Linked DNA regions of Mus musculus: all the other regions are linked to region 3. Evidence: chromatin contacts called from public promoter capture Hi-C data. All regions are on one chromosome and are shown on one strand. Each heading gives the region's core, a stretch centred on a gene start, on an enhancer-like site or on the middle of the called end of the contact. The rest is flanking DNA. Distances are from core to core; before and after follow the strand shown. Region 1 holds the start of Fam183b (family with sequence similarity 183, member B). Region 2 holds the start of Zfp39 (zinc finger protein 39). Region 3 holds the start of Mrpl22 (mitochondrial ribosomal protein L22).

What was found. Promoter capture Hi-C pulls out the DNA fragments that hold promoters and counts their contacts.
Region 1: a promoter capture Hi-C map of hippocampal neurons shows a contact between it and region 3, with 3 times the contacts expected there. The contact joins the promoter of Fam183b here to the promoter of Mrpl22 in region 3. A contact is called at or near these places in 6 of 39 promoter capture datasets (cranial neural crest, embryonic stem cells, hippocampal neurons and 3 more) and 1 of 115 datasets of contacts at active chromatin or transcription factors (the SCID.adh cell line).
Region 2: a contact with region 3 is called in a promoter capture Hi-C map of hematopoietic stem and progenitor cells. The contact joins the promoter of Zfp39 here to the promoter of Mrpl22 in region 3. A contact is called at or near these places in 10 of 39 promoter capture datasets (the C10 cell line, cranial neural crest, embryonic stem cells and 7 more), 1 of 484 Hi-C or Micro-C datasets (pro-B cells) and 5 of 115 datasets of contacts at active chromatin or transcription factors (bone marrow-derived macrophages, embryonic stem cells, large pre-B cells and 2 more).

The regions. Positions count from the first base shown.
Region 1 is chr11:58,800,647-58,803,688 of GRCm38.p6, forward strand. Fam183b (family with sequence similarity 183, member B) reads right to left here and starts at 1,314. Exons shown (of 4, transcript NM_029283.3): 1 at 1,115-1,314. The coding sequence starts at 1,247.
Region 2 is chr11:58,902,525-58,905,539 of GRCm38.p6, forward strand. It overlaps Zfp39 (zinc finger protein 39), which reads right to left and starts at 1,701. Exons shown (of 5, transcript NM_011758.2): 1 at 1,591-1,701; 2 at 219-383. The coding sequence starts at 1,593. Gm12257 (a long non-coding RNA gene) reads left to right here and starts at 1,822. Exons shown (of 4, transcript XR_879896.2): 1 at 1,822-1,991; 2 at 2,765-2,971.
Region 3 is chr11:58,170,371-58,173,082 of GRCm38.p6, forward strand. It overlaps Mrpl22 (mitochondrial ribosomal protein L22), which reads left to right and starts at 1,294. Exons shown (of 7, transcript NM_175001.5): 1 at 1,294-1,343; 2 at 1,424-1,472; 3 at 2,663-2,712. The coding sequence starts at 1,316.

The sequences.
Region 1 (3,042 bases), core at 64-2,563, 630 kb after region 3:
TGGTCTTCCTTCTTCTTGAGTTTCATGTGTTTTGCAAATTGTATCTTGGGTATTCTGATCAAAGAAAACACATGGAGGGACTCGTGGTTCTAGCTGCATATGCAGCAGAGGATGGCCTAGTCGGTCATTAATGGGATGAGAGGCCCTTGGTCCTGTAAAGGTTCTATGCCCCAGTATAAGGGACTGCCAGGGCCAGGAAGCAGACGTGGGTGGGTGGGGAGCAGGGGGAAAGGGGGAAGGATAGGGGATTTATGGAGGGGAAATTAGGAAAGGGGATAGCATCTGAAATGTAAATAAAGAAAATATCTAAAAGAAAAGAAAAGAAAAGAAAAGAAAAGAAAAGAAAAGAAAAGAAAAGAAAAGAAAAGAAAAAAAGAAAAGGAAAGAAGGTGAATGGCCTAAATGGATAGAAGGTCTGTGTGTGCATTCTGACCTTTTACTGGGCTGTGCAGATGTTAATTGGGAGAAGTGTGGGATGGCGGTGACCAGCATGTGCAATGAGGTGAAGTGGTATCCGAATAACTGCTTACACAGGATGATTAAACCAGGCCAGCATTGCAGCAGAGGATGGGAGAGATTCACCCAGCTGCTCCAGAGAAGGCAGCTGGGAGGTGGTGGGACACATAAGTCTGTTTCAGGCCCAGAAGCATTTTCACAGAGCTCTGTGAAGTCCCAGAGGAGGGAAGCCATGGGAGGCCAGGGGGAGGGGTGACTTTGCTGGGGTCAGGGTGAGGAGGATGGTCAAGCTCTGCACCTGGTAGCCCACCACTTCTAAGTCTTAAGGAGGGCTGTAGCAAAAAAATCAAAGCAATAATAACAAACCATACAAAGACAAACCCCTTTGGGTATATTAGGAAGAGACCAAACTACTAACAAAAAGCAGACATTAAAAACCCTGGGCAATTGTTTGAAAAGCAAAACTACCCCATTAATCATCTCTCTTTATTCTACATCTAAAATGTTTAATTCTGGATGCATTTTAATGTATCTCTTGTGCCTGGGGTGACAAGGGGAGCGATTCCCTCAAAGCTTAGCTGTCTGAACTCTAAAGAGATAACCTGAGGCAGAGGACACGTGCTCTCCCACCCCTCCCAACCCTCTTGGGCCAGCTCACCCTTGCGCAGGGGATTCACGTGATACTGCGTGTACAGCTTCTGTGCCCGTAGCTCTTTGAGAAAGAGTTCCCGCAAGATCTGATTCTGGTGAACTTCATCCTGATTCTTCATCTGCCCCACACGTCCTGCCATGGCCATGTTTTTGCTCTGAGAAGTCAAGCTATCTGCCCTGCCCTTACCAGGAGAAAGGTCGTCTTCTACAGTTTCCAGGCAACGGATGTTCCTCTTGTGTTCAGGCCACAGCGTCCTTTCTGTCTCTAGGCAACAGCGCCCAGGCTCGGAGCACCACCTGCCCAGAAAGCCTTTCCCTGGCTTCTGTCCACTCCACCCCTCCCAGCTCTCAGGCTGCTGGTATCTATTAGGCCTCCTCCAATGTCCTCAGACCCAGATTCAGCCTCTGGATCTAGAGTCACCCCTGTGTCCTGTGCGCTGCTAGGAAAGAGCTGCCTTTCTTTGGACCACCCAGGAAGAAGAGGCTGAAACGTGCACCTCAGCATGACTGGTCGCTTCCTAGAGATGATTTGGGGAGGGGCCAGAGCCAATAGGTTTGAAAGTAGGTGCTCAGAATTAAAATAAACAAAAACCACCTCTAACACACACATGCACACTGGTGGGTGGGGAAACAGAAAGTAAAATAATCTGACTGGTACACGGAAACAAACAGGACCACTACCCTTCCTAACCTAAGTAATTTGACATCTTAATGATTTATTTCATTATTTTTACAACACTAGGGGTTGAACTCAGCGCTTCTGCATGCTGCGAAGCTGCTTCAGCCCTGAGCGCTATCTCCAGCCCTTCCCTTCTTATTTTAAGACAGGACCACACTAAGTTGCCCAGGCAGAGGTTGGACTTGCAATCCTCCTGCCTCCGCCTGCTGAGTTGCTGGGATAATAGGCCTGCCCCACCAGACCCAACTACTTTCAATGATTGGTTGTGGTAAAATGCACATCTTCTAAGATCTCCTGTCTTCGATATTCTCAAGCATCCGGTCCAGCTGCATGAAGTAGGGGCATAGTGTGAAACCCAGCTCTAAAACTCACCCTTAGGCAACTGTCCTCTGACACCCCACTCAACTGACAACCACCACCTTTCTTTTTATTCCTATGTTCAACCCCTAAGCATCTTCTATAACATGATTTATTTTTAAATAGCCATAAGTAACCTACAGTAGGGAAAGGATCCACCCTGGCTTTGATGAGCAGATAAACACAGATGCTAAAACGTGTGATCTTTTATCCATTCACTCATTTATGACCCAGAATGTTCGATGTGTGATAGACAGTATTGCACTCGTTAGGTGTGCGGCCATTGCTGCCCAATCCCCCACATCTATAGAAGACATCATAGTTTTTTTCTCTCGGCTTTTCTCCTCAGCCTGCTGGGCTCTTTGCCTCTTGGATACCCCACATTTATGTGAGCTCACATGCAATCGCTTTTCAAAAGCCTTAGCAGGCTGTAGAGTCCTTCTCTGTTGGTGCTTTATTGCAAACTTAGTTACTTCACTAAATGTACTTGTTTATGCCTAAGCTACCTAAGGTGAGACACATCCTCCTCCCGCCTCTCCCCTCCCCCCACCCTCACACCACATTCCCAGTCCCCAGCACAGTAGAGGCAGGTATGTGTTTGGTGTTTTGTGTGTGACTGGGTGTCTGCAGTTCTGTTTGCTTGCATCATTATATTATATAGTCCCTTAGAACATTCAGATGATTGTATCACACTGGTTTAAGTAGATCAATGCATTGCCCTTGTGACCCATGCCTGGCCCCTGTGTTCCAAGCAAGGCTAAAAACAGCCTCTTGGAGTCTTCACTGACTTCCTGAAAGTAAGAAGAAATAAAGTCTTCCAAGCAACATGGTTTGTTTGAGGAAAATTTATAAGATTTCGCTTGTACTCCATCCATACAGTGTCCTTTACCCTGAACTAT
Region 2 (3,015 bases), core at 451-2,950, 730 kb after region 3:
AACTCAGGTCGTCAGGACTGAGTCCTTTACCCACTGATCCATCTGGACGGCACTCTTGTGGATTTTCAATTGTTGATTGCTATGGTGTGTTACACTAAATCATGTTTAAATAAAGAGTACATTGCATACTTATAATTTCATACCACTGTTTCTAGATAAGGCAAGGGAATAAGGAAGATAACACGCACATACATGACCTTCTCTAGTTCCCCATTTACCTTTACTGGTGCCTTGTGTTTTCTTGCTCTATTCCGCTGGGTCCGTCTCCAGTAACTGTAGGTGACTGGCCTCTTCTTGTAGCTTCTCTTACGCTTTCTAGTTTCAAGACATCGACTGGGGAGTTGACTCAAGGAGTTCTCCACACTGTCAGGCTGCAAGTTCCTCTATAAAGCAATGTTGGAGATGCCATGTGAGTGACTTAGAGCCACCTCTGTGCCGGACACACTGCAACCACACATGAACTAAAGCAAAATTCAAAGGAACAACACCCCACTCTCGTCTCCAGCAAAGGAGTCACTGTCATCTTGTGCTCTTGGCAAATGCAGTGCCCCCAGTACACAATTCAAACTTTCTGCTGTCATAAAAGTAAATGCTGGAAAATGCTTCAAAACAATTGTTAGACAATATCACAACACACCAAGTACTGACACAAGCTTTGCTATACCATTTACAGTATTTATAAAAACTTAAGTTTCTTCCTTCCACATGACATAGTATTAGAAAGACACTTCCAAGAGTATCAACTTGAAACTTATAGATTCCGTGGTATATAATGTAAATTATAGCTACAGACCAGTCAAAGAGGCAGGAATTCTGACTTGTTCTACTAACTGTTTTGAGTTCTATTTGAGATTTTACGATGTTAGGGGAAATGGGGATTTTAAATGGAGTTTGAAATTTTTCTGTGCCCCATTGTAAAGAAGGGCACAGATTCTTTTGATACCCACAGCCACACTTAGGACTAACTTCCTACAACTCTGCCCCACCAGTAATGCAGGGGTTAATCTACTCATGAGGCCAGAGTCATTGGAATGTCACCTTTGGAACGGCCCTCACACAGCCAAGAGTGTGTTTTTAATGTAGGCAGCAGTCAATCCCATCGAGCTGACAGTTGGTTACCAAGTACATACACTTCACAAATAGGTGTCTCCAGAGCCATAGGGAGCAGATACATCATTACGGCAAAGGACGTGAATCCAGTGTGGAAGAGAGAGACGCTGCACGTGCTCTCTCACTACACTCTCCACACAAGCCAGTACAGTAAGAGCCTTGCTGATAATGCGGAGGCCAGGAGATGCCCCAGCCCAGGCTCACGCCACACCTCAGGCTGCTCCAGCATCCAGGGCTGTCACTGCTTGACAGTGAGACACCGGACACAGCAGCTGTGGCACCGGAGTCTGGACCAAGAGAAGAGTGCGGCTGAGGACAAGTGTCCCTGCAGAGTCAGGGAGTGTGGCGGCTCAGCCACGTCAAGACCTAGGGAGACAGCCTGTGGGCTCAGCCCTGCATAGGCCTCGCAGAGCCGAACCGCCTGCACAGGGCAAAGCGGAGGAAACCGGAACCCTGCCGGTTCCTGCGGGCAGCACTCACCATGGCGCCCCCGTCCGCCTCCGGCAGCTGACTGGCCTGAGGCACCCGGACACCCCAGCTCAACTGACCGATCAAATGTAAAGATGGCGCGAGACAAAGCCCCCGCGAACTAGCGAACCCGCCAAGGCCCGCCCCTGTGCCCGGGCTGCGCTCCTGATTGGACCGCCCCTCAGTCCCCGCCCCATCATCGTGCCTTGATTGGCCACAGATAGCACCAATCGATGACTTGAGAAAGGCAGACTACCCCAAAAAGTGGCTGCTGCGAAATATTTTCAGTTTTGTTTTGTATTTTGTTTTTCAAGACAAACCCACGCTGGCCTCGAACTCATGGCAGTCCCTCTGCCTGGGCTCCAAAGCGCTGAGATTACATGAGTTGACCGCTATGCTCCCCTTGTCCGAAGGTAAAGCTCACTCCAGGTGGATGACGAGATTAGCATTTAGTTCATTATGTGAATTATGTCATGTGAATTATGAACTGTACATAGGAATATATTATTCACAAATGTAAAGAAAACGATGACAATTATTTTTAAATTTCAAATAACGTTTTCTTGTGTATGTATGTGTGTGTGTGTGTGTGTGTGTGTGTGTGTGTGTTTTGTCTTTGATCTTTGGCCCCAGAACTTTTGAATAGAGAAGCTGACAGAAATCAAATAGAAACTATCTGTTAACGAGAATGTCAAGTACAAATAAAATGTGACACACATTGTCATTTAAATTTTCCTGGAATTCACATTGAAAAATTAATCTGACTGTATTAATAGGAAATATAAGCCCCTCAAAGAGCACCCAGTGGCCAGGCCCTGCCCCTGAGGCCCTCCAACCACTAGGCTCCACCTACAAAACGTTCTATAGGCCAAAACTGCAGGTTAAGCTCCGCCCCATAAGAAAAAAAAAAAAAACCCTTAAGCTCAGAACTTCAAATCTCACCAACCCCTGAGCTTGCCCCAAGATCCGGACTTCAAATCCCACCAATCCTCATCCTGGAAAGCTCTGTGCCCGCCCCCTTCCCCAAGAAACCCCTTAAAAAGTCCACCTCCAGCTCCGTTGCTCCTTGCTACTTCTTTCCAGAGCAGAGGCAGCTACCTACTTGTGTTTTGTCCGAATAAATCTCTTGTTGTGAGGTTTGTTGTGTGGTGTGACTTTGTGCTGTTCTTTGGCTCCCATCTGCCAGGACACTTTTCCCCTCGGAACTGTAACATTTATGGTGTCCTGACCTGAAGAGGCTCCTCCTCCTGTCTGTGCACCCCCTTGGGGTCTGAGCCATATTGGGACCCATCCTTCACCTCCAGTCCATCTGCAGCAGACTGGCGTTCTGACTCACGGATAGCTCAGCGCCTCCCCTCTCAGCCCCCCAGGCCCCATCCACCAGCGGCATTAGGTAAATTTCCCATTCGGTCAGTTCAAACACTTCCCTGAGTCTGC
Region 3 (2,712 bases), core at 44-2,543:
CCTTTTCTCTGAGACAGAGCCCGGCTTGTGTAACATGGTGGTTCTTTAACACCAGTCTCCCACATGCTGATGTTACAGTCATTTTTAACAAGAACCCTGAGGCCCACTGAAGACAGAGTTTGATGAACCAGCCTGCCTCCATTTTAGGCTTAAAAGGTATCTTTTTTTTTTTTAAAGATTTATTTATTTATTATATGTAAGTACACTGTAGCTGTCTTCAGACACACCAGAAGAGGGAGTCAGATCTCATCATGGGTGGTTGTAAGCCACCATGTGGTTGCTGGGATTTGAACTTCGAACCTTCAGAAGAGCAGTCGGGTGCTCTTACCCACTGAGCCATCTCACCAGCCCAAAAGGTATCTTATAGTAGAGGCAAACTAGATTCATTCCTGTTTATGATTAAACCTCCATTTCTCACTGATTGGGCTATGCCACACCTGTAATCTTAACTATACATGGTTCTGTGGGTTCCAGAAAATGGCAACTGTGTCTTTGTTTCAAAACCATCTTGTTAATCCTACCTTTGTTTCAAAAGGTTTTTATGGCCGGTCATGGTGGCCCACACCTTTAATCCCAGCACTCGGGAGGCAGAGGCAGGCGGATTTCTGAGTTCAAGGCTAGCCTGGTCTACAGAATGAGTTCCAGGACAGCCAGGGCTATACAGAGAAACCCTGTCTCAAAAAACCAAAAAAAAAAAAAAAAAAAAAAGGTTTTTATGACTACCTTCTTAGGACCACCTTGTGATCATAACTTTCTTTCAGGAGGTGGTTATGACCAATTTGCTAGTCTGTTTCTGTTTATGGGACTAACTTATTAGTCAGCTCCTGTTCTAGTTCTGCTCCTGTAACCTCCACCTAGCAAATCCATTTGGAAACACCCAACCCCTGAGCTATAGAAACCTTGTCTTCCTCATATCCGATGCTGCCTTCTCAAACGTTGCTTTAGGGGGAAGCAGTTCCTGTATGCAAATAAAAAAAGCTTGCTTTAATTAATTGCTTGCTTTAATTAACTTGGCCATTATGATTTGGATCAGTGGTCTTTCTTGTATCTTTGGCCTTAAATATTTAGGATTAAAAGGTTCTCCTGCCCTTTTCAGGCTGTTATGAGGTGAGGTCACAGTTTTTCTGATTTTCAGTCTTTATGAGGTCATTCACTCCAAAGAAAGACTGCTCTGACCAGACTTTTCACAAGGACGACGCATTCCTGGTCTCCATGACAACGCACTCTGACTTTTCCGGTCCCGGAAGCCGGCCTCGGACTGCGCATGCGTATAGTCAGCCGGCGTTTGATCCCGGAGGCTTCCGTAGGGCTCAGCATGGCGGCCGCACTACTGCGAGAGTTGGGTAAGGCTTGAGTCTTTCTTAGAATTTGGGAAGGAGGAGATAAAGAGAATCGAAGTTGACAGCTCGTATTCACGTTGCAGGTGCACTGAGGGTACCTAACCTGAGGATCTGGGCAACGCAGACGCTGCGGTAAGAGTCCTGCCACGAAGATCTTGCAGGCTGCGCCTGATCTGCATCGATCACAGTGCACTTGTGTGCCAGGCAGTACTTTCGGCCTCAGGTGGAGGGCGGCCCGACCCAGAACCCCATAGAGACTGTTGCCTCCGGGGGCTCCTCTCGGTGTTTTCTGACCAGCCTCTCCCTATTCCGTAGGCACGATTCGAATCTTCGACTTTGTGTGCTATACCAACAAACATTCCTGGTTATTTCTTTATTCACTTGCCGTGGGCAAGGACTGTTTGGAGACTCGAGGCTTGCCTGACATTGTACATTCGTTCGCTGTTGTTTCTCAGCAACTGGAGTTTGAGCCTTTTGCTCTGCAGAACATTCTGGAGCCTCTCGAGAAAGCCTTTTGTTTGTTTGTTTGAGTCTCGCCATAAGTCAGTCTGGCTTCTGCTTACCAGTCAGAGGCTGGGATCCTAGGCCATGCACTGTCCTGCTAGGACACAAGCGTCCCTATGCAGTTGAGTTAGCACTGGCATGGATCCGTAGGGTACATCCGAAGTTTCGATTACATATATAGTACTTGCAAATGAATTGCTTCTTTGGAGCAATATTTTGACATAATATAATTATAGTTGTTTGATTCCGTTTAAAACCCATTTCAGTCCTGAGTATTCATAAAACCTGTAAGTATTCATGAAACTTTGTCACTGTTAATTCATGGCATACTTAATTTACCAGACACCATATTGATTGCCAAATCTGTATTGAGGTTTTGAGAAATGCAAGGCAGTTTCTAAGGGATGGCAGACAGTAGGTACCTCACGCTCACAAAATCTTGTTTAATAGTTTATCCTAATGGCTTCTTTGAAAGATTGAAGTCAGAGTTGAGCAGCTTATGGTTCTGTCACCCTGCTGTGAGTGATGATATAAAATGATGTTAGAGGCCTTAGAGACATTGCCTCTTTCCTCTTTCTTACATACATGAAAACCAAGGCCCAGTGAAGTGACAGTGTGCCGCTGGCTTTAACTATGTAAAATGTAAACACCAGTGATTCAAACTGGAGAAGAAAGTTTGAAGGCCTAGAGATTGCAGGTGTATCTGGATGGGAGACGAGCCAGCTCTGTAGTGTCTGGATAAGGGTGGTGGTGACGTGGCTCCCAGAACGGCAGAGAGGTCCAAGTTTCTGTTGTCTTATGGGCTTCCTTCCTTTCAGGGTTTTACCCCCGTCGTGCATCCACACGAGTGCTTCTCTTGACATTTCTC